Linked DNA regions of Bombyx mori: region 1 is linked to region 2. Evidence: chromatin contacts called from public Hi-C data. All regions are on one chromosome and are shown on one strand. The core of a region is the stretch at or near the end of the contact, and the rest is flanking DNA. Distances in the headings are between cores, read along the strand shown.

Region 1 (3,912 bases), core at 1,139-3,638, 380 kb before region 2:
TTATATAATTGGTATTAGTTGATTTATTAGAGTTTAGCACATTATACATATAATTGTAATTTGAGTATTTACCGATAAGAGTACATTTCGTGGCACTGCATGCGTAGGTATAAGCATTCTAATTATTTTTGGAGCTGCTAAGCAGCAATGTATTCAAGTTTAAAGTATACAATTGAAACTTAGACTTTGTGTTTCAAGGTGGGTGGTAGCATCAAATATCTGTAGGCTCCTGTAACTGATTAACACCAGGTGGGTTGTGAGATCATACACCCATTTAAACTTTAAAATTGTTTGACTTGACTGTTTCTTTTTATTGCCCTTGTAGCCTGAAGATCATTTAGCCCACCTGATGTTGGTTATTGTCGCTCATGGACATCAGCAGTGCCAGGGCAGAGCCAATACGCAGCCTATAGTTTTGAATTGACTGTATTGATGCATGAAGGTAGCAATTGATAAAATATATTATTTTGTAACACTATTACTTATATATAGTACTTTTGCAAATACCATATTTCATTGCATTACTCACATTATGAGCACCATTGTGGTTGCTGTATGTGTCGAGTATGATTGCTAAGCCATTGAAGTAGTCCTTACTGCCAAATACAGGGCCACTTTCCATTCTCTCTTTGACATACCATATTGCAAATCCATCACCAAATAGCTCTTTTCCTCGACCATGCACTTTGAATTGCACCTGCAGTTCCCAATTTCTAGTGTTACAGGGCTGCGAAAACAATAAAAAGTGATTTAAGCAAAAGTTTTGTTTCAAAATTATTCTGAACCAATAATTATAGGTTACATTATAACATTGGGTTATGTTCTTTATCTTAGTATATATATGTATATATATTTCTGTGCGTGTGCTTGTCAATAAACTCCTAAGCAGCTGGACTGATTTTAATGAAATTTTCTGTGTACCTTAAGGTGGATCCAAGAATGGTTTAGATTTACAAATCAGCCCGGCACATGATGCTGCAGTCAGTGTCTAGGTTATTTATCTTTTTTAGAAATAATTTATATAGCAAAACAACATTTGCTGGGCCAGCTAGTGATATGTAAAATGCCACATTGTTTAAATTATTCTGGAAATTGTAGCCAAAATATTCTTAAGGTGTAGAGTACTAGTGCGGGTACTTATTATCATTTTCATAAAAAAAGAGACCTGCCTGGTGTGAGTGCTTAATAATATACACAAATCACTGTACTAACAATTACTCAATATTTGTAATTAAGCTTGCAATTCAGTTCATTAAATAATAAAACAAGGTATGCCTTAGAATTATGGGTAAGAAAGCTGATTAATTAAAATGATATTTTTTTAGAAGTATATAATAAATGCACGCATATTAACTACAAATATTTTTACTGTTTAGCATTTTCATATTCATTTCAACATTGACTCATTGTTTGTTTTATTCTGAATACTACTCGCTCCTAGTTCTGTATTAATTATAGATCTCTTTGTTCCATTTTATGATTAAGATTTATAATAATTAATAGACATGACTGGCAACATTGTACCGCTGTGTTCAACTTTATTTTGCTGTGTTATTTACGTTACCGAAAAGAGCTACTGTTTTCTTCAAAGAATATAAAATTGTTTTTTATGGCAAATCATTTAAGAAATATGCGTAATAATCTTTGAAAAATTCACTGAAACTTTTGATAATTTATTAACGTTCTAAAATTTCACCAGTGAAGAAAAATTACTTAATTTAGAAGCGGTAATTAAATTAGTGTCATTATTGTTAATTAATTAGTTTGTGTTGGTATATCTCATGTTTTTATTACAGGCTTATCGCTCATTGTGTGTTTGTAGTGCCTAGGTAACAATGTAGGTAGAACTTACAACAGTATTCCATAGAGCACCAGCTTTTGATTGCAAATCGGGTGTTAGACGCACATAATTCGAGGTTACAATTGTACTACCTAAAAAATCCCAATATGGCAAGGACATTCCACTACCTGAAACGAAATAATTGAGTATTATTATATTATATTGACTCGCTTTTCAAGATCAAAGTGAGGTTGATGTCGGCAACCGAGGTCACTCACCTTGATAGGGTTTTGTCAGTGAATGCTCTCTTCTTATGTAGTCCCTTGTATTCCATTCTGCAAATATTGGGTTGAGAAATAACGTAGCGCAAAGGATTTGCACCCAGCTTATTCTCTGATGAATCATTGTTGAAAAGTCCAACTTCATCTTAGACAACGAAGAATGATGACAAATGTTAATGATACACTGCACACGCCAAATCGGACAATACTTCAGTGGACAAATCGTTGGAGAGCATAGATAATACACATAATGTTTAATTTTGTGTTGGAGAGTAGTAGAGACTAGAGAGTAGTACATCTAGTGTTGCCAATGAGACATCACACTCATGAGTAACGCGTTCAGTGTGCTTAGTGCGAGTTTTTGAAGTGAAACTTCCTTATCGGCGTTGGAAAAAAATTTACCGTCACATTTTTCGGTTACGCGTCACATTTTTCCGTTACGCGCCATCTGTTTTGTATTCATGTCTATGATAATAAAATCCTTTTGTTTAAACTTTATCTAATTTAACTTTTTTGTATTCATGTCTATGATAATAAAATCCTTTTGTTTAAACTTTATCTAATTTAACTTTATTTAACCAATTTCTAGAAAGTTGCATGTAGATCATTTTTCGAAAAATAAGGCCATAAACAAGTTTCACTTCTTACGTGTGTACACTAGTACACGCACACATTTTTTTTAACGTTCTCGATAGCGTAATAGTTAACTCAAATTTGTATGGAGTTGCAACGTTTGCCTACATTTACCGTTAAATGGGCGCTGTTCCAACTGCAAAACGAAATTGGAAGTGGATTGATCATATTATTATATCTGTTTATGATCTAACATTATTTGCTGTCGATCGAGATTAGTTTTTACAAATTAAAAATGAATATGTTCGTAAAAAGGCCGTTTGTCTGGTTTGGAGAGCTAAGTTTTATATTAATTTGCAAGGAAGATAAAGGTATTTTATATTATATCACAGATGGTAAATTAACCCCATCGATATTTTCTAGTCAGTCATCAAACGTCAATACAATCTCGAATGTGGTTGATCTACACAAAAATAATAGCAAATAAAGTATGATTAAATGAAGCGTATGTATTCTACTAATAAATAATACATATGCAGTGAATCCTAGAAACGCCAATCCTTAATTCATACTTTTGGTTTTATTCCGTTTACTTAGATTTTATTTATCATTTCTAAAAATTGTTCCAATATTAGATTTAGAACAAAGTCAATCTCACAAAATACCAAAAAAAAATTAAATCAAGCTTAATTAAGTTAAAAAGCAATGCATTTTAATTATCAAGAAGAATTGTAAAAGTTTTGAATCTGTTTCAACGCTCACCATGTTATATCTTTATATAATCGGTAGATTGACTTTTTCGGCAGGTTGGGGGTGATTAATCGCTTAGTATCCGTTAAAATGAGTACGTAAAGTGTGGGAAATGAAAAAATTGGCCGCAAGCGGTTTCTGGGATGCTTCTAAGAACCTTTCATTGAAATTTAGTAAATTCCTCTCATGTGAATGCTATATTGGTATATTTCATATAATAAGGTATCACTGCATTCCATTTAATTTCATTCTGTAATAATAATAGTTTTAGAGAAATCAATTTAATTTCTATCCGGCCCATTTTAATTTTCATAATCATTTTGCAAACTTTTAACAAGAAATTATTGACACACTGGTGAAAATATGGCTAAACGTGCCTAAATGACAAATGCCTAGAACATCACAATACTACTATTATCATCTGTAATATTTTGTGATAACTGTGTGATTACTACTAATGGAATTATTTCTCAAAAAACATCCACTTTTTAAATTCAACGCTGGCAACAATTACAACGGAAATTGTAA
Region 2 (4,086 bases), core at 96-2,595:
GTACGCTATACAGTAGATGTCACGAACTATGAAAATGGCGAAACGTCCGTTACCTTCGCAATCGTGGGCACAACTGGTCACACGAGTGTGTGGGAGACTACGCGAAGGATCGCGGTTCTCGCGCTTTGATGTCCATTAAAAAACCGACACAGCTTGGAAAACCACGAATGCAGCGAAAACTTGCATAATCATTTGCAAATGTCGTCCTACAGTTGTGGGTTTGCGTATTCGTGCGAATGTGAGTGACCAGTATAACAGTAGTAGTTTTATTTTTTTCAAATGGAAAGGCAAAGGTATCATACCATACCGTCTAATCTTTTATATATATATTTTATGAAATATGATATTATGAAATGAAATGAAGTTGATTAATTTGGGATATTAACCAACTGGGATGAAATAAATGAAATGAGTTGAGATGATATGGGATGAAATATAATCTCAGTAAAATGATGTTAATTTACTGAGATTTTTTCAGTGGAATTTTTGGAGGATCCCCAGAAATTACGTCCAGCCTCTTTGTTTCATTTTTCCACACTTGTGCACTTAATAGGTATTAAACAGTTAATAAACCACCGTTATTACACATTTAAAACTGAAGAAACACTAAATAGACAAAATAAAACAATTCACACAACTTCACTCCTCGCGTTCCCGCCAAAAGGTCCCGGATTCATATTATATAACATTCATATCGCTTTGTTAAATGGAAAAGCTCAGGCACTAGCATGCAAATAAAGAAGTTTATGTTTTTAAGTAAAATCCTTATATTTGCAAGAAAATAATTTAAAAAAACATGGTCTAAAAAATGCGGAGAGGGCTATATATAATAGACATGTCTAAATTCCCCTCTCCTGCGTCATGACGCAGCTGCACACATTCAACTTTATCGACGAATTTTTCTTATTTCGGCTTTGGAAATCGTCAGATTATATATTTTTCGTTATCCTTGAATTATTTCCTCCAAAATAAAAAATAAAAATTGGGCCACGCTCGAGAATGTCCAAATGACGTTTTTCTTACAACTTTGTAGCAAATGGATATGGTCTTACTAGATTAAAAGTATTACTAGAAAAGTGGTACTAGATTAAAAGTACTAAATAAAATGTGGGAAAATGAAACAAAGCAGCTATACGTAGCTTCTCGGAATCCTCAAAAAATCCCGCTGAAAAAGTCTCAGTAAATAACCACCATTTTACTGAGATTATATTTCAACCCTTAACATCTTATCTCATTTCATCTCAGATGATTAATGTCTCAAATTAATCGTCTTCATTTCATTTCACATTACAAAATAAGACTTCACCTAAAGGTCTTAGTTACCAGGTCATCAAATTCTATAAAAAAAATAAAAAACAGTATTATTTTATTAGAGTATTGAAGTTTTCGTTACATATTTTGTAAGCTTCATTAAATAAAAATGGATTGGCAATCAACGTGTCGTGTATGTCTAGAAAGTGGAGAAGCCGTTTCTCTATTTGATTTAGATGAAAACGACCAACAGTTCAGTGAAAAATACAAATTTTGCTGCAGCATAGAGGTTTGTAAGTCATGAAAGATTATTACTGCTAATGGCCACACTGTATTTTGTATTAAAAATGTTGCTACTTTACTTAATTGTATTTGTTTTGAAAATCTCGACGTTTGTAACAAACATTCTAGATTAACGAAGACGATCTATTACCTACGTTAATATGCTTAAATTGTGTGGACAAGTTAATAAATGCATATGAATTCAAGCAACAATGTCTTACATCGAACCAAATGCTTCAAGAGTGCGTAGAGGAGTACAAAAAGTCTGTAGATTCTGCAGAAGAGAACATGAAAGGTAAGATAATTGCGATCCTAAATAAAATTTGATGATGCCATTTTTAAGACAGCATGTAGGTAAGTTAAGCCTATCAACCTTATTTAATGAACAAAGCAACCCATCTCTATAAAGGTTTAACAAAAACATGCAATTCTTGCCACGCTGTCACCTCTTAGGCCGATACTTAAACTTCAGCTTAAAGTGCAATATTATTATGTTACAGATGAGTTAGATGATCTAAGCACAAAACAAGAGAATGGTATCCTGTATCAATATGAACTACCGATAGAACAGGACAGTGATGGCCAGTGGACTCGGACACTAGTGAAGACTCCCAGTAGTTCAGTTGTGACCAAAGCCTTGGGTCCAAGAAAGAGAGGGCGACCAAGGAAATATCCTAATGAACAAGGACAAATTGGTAAGTAAATGTAATTTAGACACAAGTAAGGAATATTTAGATAAAAATATGTTTTTTTTTTTTTATTGCCTTTGTAGGCAGACGGGCATACGGCCCACCTGATGGTGAGTGGTTACCGTCGCCCATGGACTTCAGCAATGCCAGGGGCAGAGCCAAGCCGCTGCCTACTGTAAACAATACACAACTTTGTAAATGAACTGAAGTTAATAAACCTAAATAAAAATATTTCCATCACTAAATTAACCACTTGAGTGCTGAATATATTTTTAATAATGTGCCTTAAGTGCTGAGGCTAAAATTAAGAACTAATTTTTTTTTATGTATAAAGTACAATTTTAATTACAATAATACGAACTAGTCAAAATATGTACATGTACTGAAAACTCTCAATTTAATCAGTGCTGCATTGCAATGTTCAATTATTCATTGAATCCTTATTGTGCTCCATAGCACCATATTTATGCAACATGAATAGCTTATTAATTAGTGTGAAAACATATCTGTAATGAAAAAGATGGTAAATGTATTATATTATCAGTATTTTTTATTTCTACTAAAATTGTTTGCTCTGCCGCGGGCCGCAAAATATCGTCCACTGGCTGCAGTTTGATGACCATGGGGTTAGGGTGTATACTTATGGCTTAGTTACTTATGGCTTAGTAGTTAATATAAGAACAAAAAAATATAAATACTCTTTATACGAGCAAGTTACAGTTTTGTCATTACTGTTATGGTCTTGTTATTTATATCTACTATAATAATAATAATTACTGTACATAGTGTCTCACTTTAATATCTTATCTAGTTTCCTTCATTCTGCCCCTTTATTTTGAAGAGTAAGGGGTATGTAAGCCCAGGCAGGTTAGTGTCACTAAAAAATATGGCACACTTGTTAATCCAATAAAACAGAAATATGTTTCAATGTTGGAGATAAACCTCGCATTCAGGTGTTTTTGATAATCACAGACTGAAGAATGCCATAAACTTATGTTTTCACCTATTAGGAATCCTTATATTAAAGGTTGCAATGAGGCCTTTACAATATTTTCAGCGAATACAAAACAATTATTTTATAGATGTTTCACCGTATCAGCGGAAGAAACCCAAACCACATAATCCTGAACCTGAGGCAATAACAACTATGATAGCAAAAGGCTCTTTGAATATAAAAGAAGAACCTTTCGAGGAGGAAGAAGACCTGTTCACTGAAAATTGTATGTACTTGAATGAATGATAACTTGATCTAAATGGCTTTGAATAGCTCTTCAGACCTGTACACACAGTTGTGTAAACATTCTCCAAGGCTTGAAGGTTTGAAATAAAATTAAAATATATTCTTGAAAGCTATTTCTAAATGACATCTGTTAATTGATGATAGCTTGCACTGATTGCAGTTCCCATTTCAATTAATCCTTTTTAAAAGTAAATGATAACACTAAAATGCAGTTGATCTCAATGATACTGATGCATATGGAATAATTTTTTTCAAAAATAATTACCTTTGCTAGTATGGATGATATGGATCTTACTTATCGACATACATACTTACTAATGTATACCTAAAAGAAGATGTGATAAAATAAAAAGCTGGACATGGGCGGTATATAGAACACTAATAGCAATTACATGTTCGGGTATGATATTTTTTCATGGCAGTGTAATAAATTATAGTATAGAGGTGAGGAACACAGGGAATAGACAAAAAATTTATAACTACAGTAACAAAAGTCTGAACAATATAATAGATAAGCATTAAAATTAATTGAATATTTTTCTGCAGCGAACGATTGTGATGATCCAGATTTTGACCCAAATACAGCACCTGAGTCTCTCCTTGAAAAGGTAAGCTTATAATAAT

What was found. Hi-C and Micro-C count contacts between places; a contact is called where the count stands out from the background.
Region 1: a contact with region 2 is called in a Hi-C map of posterior silk gland, with 2.0 times the contacts expected there. The contact joins the promoter of LOC101742130 here to the promoter of LOC101741034 in region 2. A contact is called at or near these places in 2 of 7 Hi-C or Micro-C datasets (posterior silk gland and whole pupa).

What each region holds. Positions count from the first base shown.
Region 1 is chr26:4,371,001-4,374,912 of ASM3026992v2, reverse strand. It overlaps LOC101742130 (VIP36-like protein), which reads right to left and starts at 2,388. Exons shown (of 6, transcript XM_004933008.5): 1 at 2,059-2,388; 2 at 1,853-1,968; 3 at 530-727. The coding sequence starts at 2,359.
Region 2 is chr26:3,985,185-3,989,270 of ASM3026992v2, reverse strand. It overlaps LOC101741034 (zinc finger protein 391), which reads left to right and starts at 1,345. Exons shown (of 12, transcript XM_012696199.4): 1 at 1,345-1,540; 2 at 1,663-1,828; 3 at 2,034-2,228; 4 at 3,305-3,442; 5 at 4,009-4,070. The coding sequence starts at 1,421.